Regions from separate parts of the Sus scrofa genome. Here all the other regions are linked to region 3. The links are chromatin contacts, called in public HiChIP or PLAC-seq and promoter capture Hi-C maps. All regions are on one chromosome and are shown on one strand. Each heading gives the region's core, a stretch centred on a gene start, on an enhancer-like site or on the middle of the called end of the contact. The rest is flanking DNA. Distances are from core to core; before and after follow the strand shown. Region 1 holds the start of ZNF3 (zinc finger protein 3). Region 2 holds the start of COPS6 (COP9 constitutive photomorphogenic homolog subunit 6 (Arabidopsis)). Region 3 overlaps LOC110259869 (a long non-coding RNA gene).

Evidence for each region. Promoter capture Hi-C pulls out the DNA fragments that hold promoters and counts their contacts. HiChIP or PLAC-seq counts read pairs in DNA pulled down with a chosen protein or histone mark.
Region 1: an H3K27ac HiChIP or PLAC-seq map of alveolar macrophages shows a contact between it and region 3. The contact joins the promoter of ZNF3 here to the enhancer-like site in region 3. A contact is called at or near these places in 3 of 5 promoter capture datasets (fetal liver and liver), 24 of 47 Hi-C or Micro-C datasets (alveolar macrophages, blood, embryonic fibroblasts and 12 more) and 1 of 2 datasets of contacts at active chromatin or transcription factors (alveolar macrophages).
Region 2: a promoter capture Hi-C map of liver shows a contact between it and region 3, with 4 times the contacts expected there. The contact joins the promoter of COPS6 here to the enhancer-like site in region 3. A contact is called at or near these places in 3 of 5 promoter capture datasets (fetal liver and liver), 18 of 47 Hi-C or Micro-C datasets (alveolar macrophages, blood, embryonic fibroblasts and 11 more) and 1 of 2 datasets of contacts at active chromatin or transcription factors (alveolar macrophages).

Annotation. Positions count from the first base shown.
Region 1 is chr3:7,981,399-7,984,098 of Sscrofa11.1, reverse strand. It overlaps ZNF3 (zinc finger protein 3), which reads left to right and starts at 1,406. Exons shown (of 6, transcript XM_021086192.1): 1 at 1,406-1,543. It overlaps LOC110259870 (a long non-coding RNA gene), which reads right to left and starts at 1,258. Exons shown (of 4, transcript XR_002342273.1): 1 at 773-1,258.
Region 2 is chr3:8,001,301-8,004,000 of Sscrofa11.1, reverse strand. COPS6 (COP9 constitutive photomorphogenic homolog subunit 6 (Arabidopsis)) reads right to left here and starts at 1,299. Exons shown (of 10, transcript NM_001105299.1): 1 at 1,197-1,299; 2 at 859-984; 3 at 517-648. The coding sequence starts at 1,260.
Region 3 is chr3:7,886,421-7,889,120 of Sscrofa11.1, reverse strand. It overlaps LOC110259869 (a long non-coding RNA gene), which reads right to left. Exons shown (of 3, transcript XR_002342271.1): 3 at 1-1,767. Among named protein-coding and RNA genes, the nearest start is that of AZGP1, 20 kb to the right of the region's middle. Within about 2 kb of position 1,285, at least 64 of the 83 cell types and tissues checked have an H3K27ac peak or open chromatin away from gene starts, as enhancers often do. A contact at or near this core is called in alveolar macrophages, epiblast stem cells, fetal liver and 7 more, where this site is marked.

The DNA.
Region 1 (2,700 bases), core at 157-2,656, 95 kb before region 3:
GATTGCATTGATGGCCTGTTTTCTGAGGACTGTCATTAGGTGAACATTTACCAAACACACAAACCCACTCTGAGGAGCCTCACTCTGCTTCCACCCTTCCCTCCTCTCCTGCCACTGCCTCCTCCTTCATCTCTGTTCTTGTCCTGGAGGGACAAGTGGGATTATAAGGAATTGAGAAGAGAAAAAGGAAAAATGCCTTCCTGGGGGGGAGTGGAGTTTGCTGAGCGGCTTGGCCATTCCAAGCATTTGCTCAAATTCTCGCTGGGGTCCAGAAGGACTGGAAATGGGTCACACACCCACACCTCTTGGGCCACCCTCCAGTTTTGTTACCTGTTAATTGTTCTCTCATGCCTCAGGGCCTTTGCACTGGTTGCTGACTCTGCAGAGAACACTCCATCTTCCCGACTGGCCTGCATCGCTACTGGAAAGTCTTGTCACCTCCTGACAGGGCCCTGCTCTTTGTCACCTTTTCCCCAGCACATATTTCCTGTCCTTAGACTGAAGTCACTGGAGAGTAAGGCCTGTTGCACTGCAAAACTGAATGGATGCACTATAAATACTGGAAGCAGAAAAACTGCGATCAAATGCGAGGCAGGGCCATAAGGGGAATCAGATCACAAAACTTCCTTTTGTATATAATCTGAAGGATGTTTCTGACACTTCAAGGATTCCTCTTGTGAGGGCATAAAAGTGAGTGAACCAAGAAGCTTGCTTTTCATTTCCTCAAGCATCTCACCTATTTCATACTTTCTCCACATTGATGGGGCCTCACCTGTTTTCTTCGGATCCGGATGGATCTAGATGGATAACTTCCCCACATCTTTTCTGCTCCCAGCAGGTTTTGTCCTCACATGCATTCTCTGCTGCGCCAGAACGTTCTCTTCACATTTTGGTAATTTGGAGTTTAAGGATCTGGCATTGTCATTGCCGAGGCTTGGGTGCAGCGGACCCAGCAAAACATAGCAAAAAAAAAAAAAGATTTTGGTAATTTAAAGGAGGCATTTTACATGAAACAAACACAAAACCTGATTTGTTTGGAAACTTCAGATGAAGATACATTTTCTCCATTGAATCCTTCAAGCGTCCGTCTGTAGGCGACCTTAGGGCTTAAAACTCCACTTCGTGGAAGCGCAGCAGCGACCCTCTACCCCAGACACCGCGCCTTCTGCTCCCCCGCCTGCCGCGCTCGAGCATGCGCCGTGAGGACCAGGTGCGCGGCGCCCCGCCACGCCCGGCCAGCAGGGGGCGCTGCGGGCGGGGGCAGCAGGCGCGGAGCATGGCATCCGCGCTGGGGCCGGAGCCCAGTCAGCAAACCACAGAGAGACGCAGACCTCCCATTTTCCTAGAGAGAACAAGTGGACGTGGGGGACCCGGAGCGTTGTGTGTATGTGTGTGTGTAGCGGGGGGTGACTCGGACTGACCCGGAAGCGAAACGCAGGGAACTTCCGTTCTTTGTTCTGTCCCCGGTGTGTGGCTCTGTGACAGGGTCCAGCGGGGCCTGGTCGGTGTCCAGCCCCCCAAATCTCCCGTCCCTGCCCCCAGGGTGAGTCCGGCCGCCCCTGGGGCTCGCGGTGGGACGGAAGCAGAGGTCGCCGGGAAAGGGGTGGTGTCTGTGCCGCTGCGGCCCGCGGGGTCCCCAGGCCCGCCCGGAGCAGGGTGCGGGGAGGCGCCAGTCAGGACTCGCTTCCCCAGGGACCCCGCCCCCCAGCGCGCCCTGCATCGGGGAGGAAAGGAGCAGCTGTTGTGGTTCTGTGAGTTGCACAGCGCCCAGCTCGAGCCCTTAAAAAGTTCCAGTATGGCCGGAGAGGCGTCCCGCGCCTTCAGACAGCTCGTGACAGCGACCCTAACTTGGTAGTTCTCCGAGACGTTTTTATTTGATGTTAACAGTTCTCCGCGCCCGCGGCCGGAGGGAGGGTCTGTTTTTACTCCGGCTGGATCTGAAGATCAAAGAACGAGGAGTTCTACGAAGAGTGCGCAGTTAGAACTGCTCAGATTCCGGAATAATCTCCCAGGCGCACAGTCAGTCGAGTCTCTTTCGGGGAGTGGTACCACTGTGTCCCATTTTTCAGTTGTATTAGATCCCCTATTTGATTCGCTTTTCAAAGTGGGATCGAACACAGCCCGTTGTTTAAGTTCTGAAGGGTATGTGTAAACTCCAGGAGTGGATAAAGCACGATGATGAGCCTGCAATCTGTGGGATAATTATTGGCACTAAAGGTGCTTTTCTCGGAGAAGTGAAATTCGTGGGGTGCAGGCATCACTTGATTTCAAGTGTTTGGTGGAGAGTGGTATGGAAGGAGAAGATTCTATCACTAAAGCTTCGTAGGGCATGAGGCCTCTGAAGAGTTGAAGATCCAGGGGACAGATTTTTAGCTTGACATCTCAAGACCTCTCCAGTGGCGAACCTGTGCAGCAGTGGAACAGACTCCCCGCTGAAGTAGCCATGTGTGTCCAGCAAGTTAGCTGACAGAACGTTAGGAACTTCGGAAGATGTTTCTTGCACTGGGTGGGAGGTTGACCTAGAGAACCCTGACTTCTGTTTCAGCTCTAAAGCCACAACACAAATGCCAGTCGTGGTCTTTTTCTTTTTTTCTTTGACTGTACTCGCTGTATACAAAGGTTCCCAGGCCCGGGATCAAACCCCCTGCCACAGATGTAACCAGACCCACAGCAGTGACAACACCAGATCCTTAACCCACT
Region 2 (2,700 bases), core at 50-2,549, 110 kb before region 3:
ATCCCATCCCGGCTCAGTTTAGAGTAAGTCATCTCTTCTATCTTCTCCTTACTTTGTGGGAAGTAACCAAATATGTTCTTTTTTTTTTTTTTTTTTGGTCTTTTTTCCATTTCTAGGGCCGCTCCCGCAGCACATGGAGGTTCCCAGGCTAGGGGTCCAATTGGAGCTGTGTCCGTCGGCCTACACCACAGCCACAGCAATGCAGGATCCGAGCTGCACCTGCGACCTACACCACTGTTCATGGCAACACTGGATCCTTAACCCATTGAACAAGGCCAGGGATCGAACCCGCAACCTCATGGTTCCTAGTCGGATTCGTTAACCACTGAGCCACGACGGGAACTCCCAAATATGTTCTTTTTTAAAGATCTCTACAGCTACCTTCTCGTCACTTGGCCTCCATTCTGCTCATCTCCTGTTTATTTTTTTCCCCCCAACCCTCTCCACCTTCCCTATTCTGATTTTCTTTCTTTTTTTAACTCCCACTCCTCTCCCCCACCTCTATTCCCCTCTCACACTGCTCCTCCTTGGTGTAATAATATTCCTTGTCAATGATAATCTTCTCTTCCACGGTGTGGGACAGCAGCTCAAAGGAGTTCATCACCTCGATATTTCGGCCCTCCTGCTTCCCGATCAGAGCCCCAATCACTGGAGGAGAGGACACAAGAGGTGAGGGTAAAGAATCCTGAAACTTAGTTAAATCAGTATAGCCTGAGGGTCTGAGGTCAAGTGAACCCAGTACTAGGGAAACGGGTGGTTTGCGGCGGAAGAATTGGCTTCAGCAAAGGAAAGGGAAGGACCACCGTTTGGGGGAGATGACCAGGAAAAGAAGGCCAGAGAATTACGCCGAACACTCACCCTGCATAGGCCGCCCCTCCTGGGAGCGCATGCGAATCCAATGGTCTGAGATGTTGAGAATGACGAGGGGGTGAAGGGCGACTGAAACACTGCCAGTCACTCCGGAGGCCATCACGCTGGGGACGACTAAGCAGTTGGAAGAGAGGGTGAGAGTCCGGGTCCCACGTTCCCCCCGGGAGATGGGAGGGGAAGCCAGCAGAGCCGGGCCATACATCCCTCCCGCAAGTTATCCCAGGGAACGCGCCGCTGACCCGCCCTCCCGACTTCCCCGGGAGTCCAGGAAGGCCTTGACGCGCCCCAAGGGCGTCTCCAGAAGCCGCTCCCTCCCGGTCGGTTACCTGCTGCATCCACCTCCATCCCGCTGCTCCCTCCGGTCCCGTTCGCCGCAGCCGCCGCCGCCATTTCCCCCGCGCCCGCCAGTGTCGGCCCCGCCCCCTCCCTGCCGGCTTCCGTAGGCAGCAGCGCATGCTCAGTGCGGCCGTGGCGCGCGCCTGCCCAGACCCGCGCAGGCAGCCCTGGGTCGGGGAGAGCCGGCAGGTCTTAGTAGCCCTCTCGCCTGCCTCTGACCTTGAACAACTTACTTAACCGCACCCTGATCGTCCTAAAGTATACTGGGATTAGACTGCCTACTTTGTAAGGCTGCTGCAGCATGAATGAAACTTCATGTTGTTGCCCTCAGAGTAAAAGCCACACTCCTAACCACCTGCAAGACCCTGTAAGATCAGACCCCTGCCCGCCAGCCAGCCCTGGCCTCTGCTTTTCTGCCCTTTGATCGCCGTGCTTCAGCCACATTGGCTCTCGTGTCTGTTCCTTGCACACGTCTCACTCATCCCCACCGAAGGGCGTTCTGTCGCCTTTATCACTGTAACACGTGATCAAAACTACCTGACATATGGGCACCTAAATGATTTCTTTTTCGGGCCGCATTCACAGCATGCAGGAGTACTCGCACCAGGGACGGAACTCACGCCACAGCTGTAATCAGAGCCACAAAAGTTCAAATCCCGCTGAGCCACAGGGGAACTCCATAAATGATTTTTGAGTGAATGAATGGTTTGCCAGTGGAGCCTGGTCCTGAGTGCCTTGGTCTACACATCCTTTCTTTCCTCCTTCCACCTCATTACCTACAGCACTGAGAACATCCCTGGCATTTTCTAACCCCTCCCAACTTCCCTCTACCCTCCGTCTCCGTTAGTCTTTCAAAACTCACTTCTGGGAGTTCCCGTTGTGGTCAGCAGGTTAAGAACCCAACTAGTATCAATGAGGATGTGGGTTCGATACCTGGACTTGCTCAGTGGGTTAAGGATACAACGTTGCCACAAGCTGCAACAGAGGTCACGGATTGGGCTCAGATCTGACATTGGCTGTGGCATAGGCCAGCAGCTGCAGCTCGGATTCGACCCCTTGCTTGGGAACTTCCATATGCCAAGGGTGCGGCCCTAAAAAGAAAAAACAAAAAACCACCTCCGGCAAACCTAGCCCACTCCAGCCCTCTCCCCACCCCTACACCCGAGCAAGTTGTGTACACTGCCTTTACCCTGTCTTGTCGCCCCTACAATTTGGCTGGTTCTTTAGGTGTGTCTGTAACACACCCAAGTGTTAGCTCCTAAAAAGCAGGTAGAGACCTGTACCTTTACCTGCGGAGCCTACTCTGCTGCCCAGAGATGTTTTCTGGTGATAATAGTGACTGGTGCGAATTAAGCTATCTCTCCATTTAAGAGCCTGCATAAAGGGAAATTAAACGACCAGCAACTCTCAAAGTAAAGGCCTGAGAAATCCTGCAGGGAGGGAGATCTCCTGGCCAAAGGGAAGTTAAGAAAGCGTTCCTCTCCAAAGCAACAA
Region 3 (2,700 bases), core at 36-2,535:
TGATATATGGAAATATTGTGAAACGGATCGCAATGAGTTTAGTTAACATCCATCAGCTCACACAGTTAATTTTTTTCTTGCGATGCCAACTTTTAAGATCCACTGTCTTAGCAACTTTCAAATACACAATGCGTTTGTATACAATACTCTAGTATTAACTAGTCACCATGCTGTACATTGCATCCCCAGAATTTATTATTATTATTTTTTAACTTTTTACATAATGATTTTTATTTTTCACTATAGCTACATTCCCAGAATTTGTCTAACTATGAGTTTGTACCTTTGAACCACTTTCACTATTTTTAGCAAAAGGGATCTAACAACCGCTTGAACAGGGATCTGTGGCCACACATTCTTTCATCTCCAGTGCGCAGCACAAAATAAACATTATCAGAATGGTGTTGAAATATTTACCACTCTCTCCCCAGCCCTCCCATCCCTTTCACCTTTGTGCTTTTGCACCAGCTCTATGGGGAATGTCCTGGGCTGGTAGGGCATTTCCACGGATCCAGTTCTCACCCTCCTTCCACTACCACCCATCTTGCAAAGTCTTATCCACTTGATCTCTGCCCCAGCAGCTTTTTAACCGGATCCTTCCTTCTCTATTTGCATCCTCTGTCTCGCGTATACCTCCCACCGTCTCTCTCACATTATATCGGCATCACACACGTATCCGTTCTCTTGCTAGAGCATTCAGGTCTGGGAAAACGCAAGAATCTAGTCTGATCTAATTCCCCCTATGCCCGGGCTAAAACTCAGCTGATTAAGTGTACGTGGGAGAATAAAGCACACGGGACGCCGGGGGATCCAGTTAGCGTTTTTTTGGTTCAACGACCTGGGCTTCCCAGAGGGTCGTTTCAAAAGTCAAGTCTGGGGGCGGCAGCAAGGAAGTGGGAGGGAGCGGGATCCGCCTGAACTTTGCAGCCAGGCTGACTCCTAGGAGGCCTGAACGAATGAGGGGTCAAACCTGGGACAATCCCGCTCCCCAACCTCAAGTCCTGCTAAGTCCCCCATCGAGAAGAGAGCAAGAGGAGGGCAAGACCAAAAATGCAGGGGTTGGAAGGGACACAGGGCGTTCGCAGCGGGCGCGGGGCCTCCTAGAGCCGCACAGGTTGAGAATGACGCTGCATAACCGGGGAACCCACGCACCCCCGGCGCCGCACCACCGGGAGTGGGGAGCGCAGGCTGCCCCCCTGGAGCCGCCGTCTTGGGTGGCACACAAAGGCCGGAAGTGCGCCCGCGTCAGCCGGGCAAGGCGCCCTCTCTAGCACCCCGGAGGGCCCCCTTCTCGGTGGCTCTCCAGGCTCGAAGGCGGTGGGCGGGGCCTGCGCCCCCCTCCCGGGGCAGCCAAATGAATGAAAGAAACAAAACAGAAATGCAACATAGCACGAAGGAGCGGAAGCGCGACCCGGCTTAAATGGATCCAGGCCTGTTTCAGCTAAGAGGTTGGAGCACAGTAGATTCTCATGCTAGCCTCGCCCCCCGACCCCCCACCCCTAAGATGAGGAAACTGAGGCCTGGAGAAAAGTTCTTTGAGGCTCAGGGTCTCTCAGTGACAGCGTGGGTCAGAACCCTGACGTGTAGCACTACAGGTCGGGGCACTTTCCGCTGGCCAGGGCTGCCTGCCTCTCATCAGAAATGAGCCCAGTTCAAATGAAAGCTTATGCTTTTAAAATGGCAGGAAACACGTAACTGTTTCAAAACTGACCGAGTAGAGTGCTGCCATGAAGCAGTGAAGACTGTCTCATCCCATCAGAATGGCTGCTGTAAAACAAACACACAAACAAATAAAAAAAACCCCTAAATAACTAGGGTTGGCAAGGCTGTGGAGAACCTGGAACCCCGGTGCCTGGCTTGTGGGAATGCAGAATGGTGTAGCCCCGGTGGAAAACAGTATACACTGTTTCAGAACATGTGAATCAGAAAATAAAGAGAGAAAGAAAACAAGCACATTAACAATAGCGATCAGAAACAATGAAACAGGAATAAACTTACAGGAGATGAAAGAGCTGTGCAGGGAAATCTATGACTTTGCAAAAACAAACGGAAGCAGTCACAGATAAATGGATCCATAACCTGTGTTCACGGATTGGAAGAATTAACATTCACATGTCTGGATTGCACAGAGCCGTCTATAGATTCAGTGCAATCTCTATCAAAATTCCAATGGCATTTTTCACAGAAATCGAAAACACAATCCTAAAATTCATATAGATCGGCAAAAGACCCAGAATAGCCAAAGCAATCCTGAGAAAGAACTAAACTGGGCTGGGGGCACCCTCCTTCCTGACTTGAAACTTTATTACAAAATATAATAACTGGAGTTCCTGCTTGTGCCCAGTGGGTTTAGGATCTGACTCTGTCTTTGCAGTGGTGTGGGTTTGATCCCCGGGCCAGTGCCCTGGCTTAAGGATCTGGCCTCAGCTAGGGTATAGGTCACAGCTGCAGCTCAGATTCAGTTCCTGGCCACCCCCTCAAGAAAAACCACAAAAAACAAAACCAAAATGTAATAATGGCACTAGCACACAAAAAAAGACACATGGAGAGTGGAACAGAATCAAGAGCCCAGAGATACACCCACAAACAGTCAACTGATCTTCAACGGGGGTGTCAGGAAGACTCAGGGGGGACAGGAGAATCTCCTCAATAAATGGTGCTGGGAAGACTGGATTTCCACCTGCAGGAGAATGAAATTGG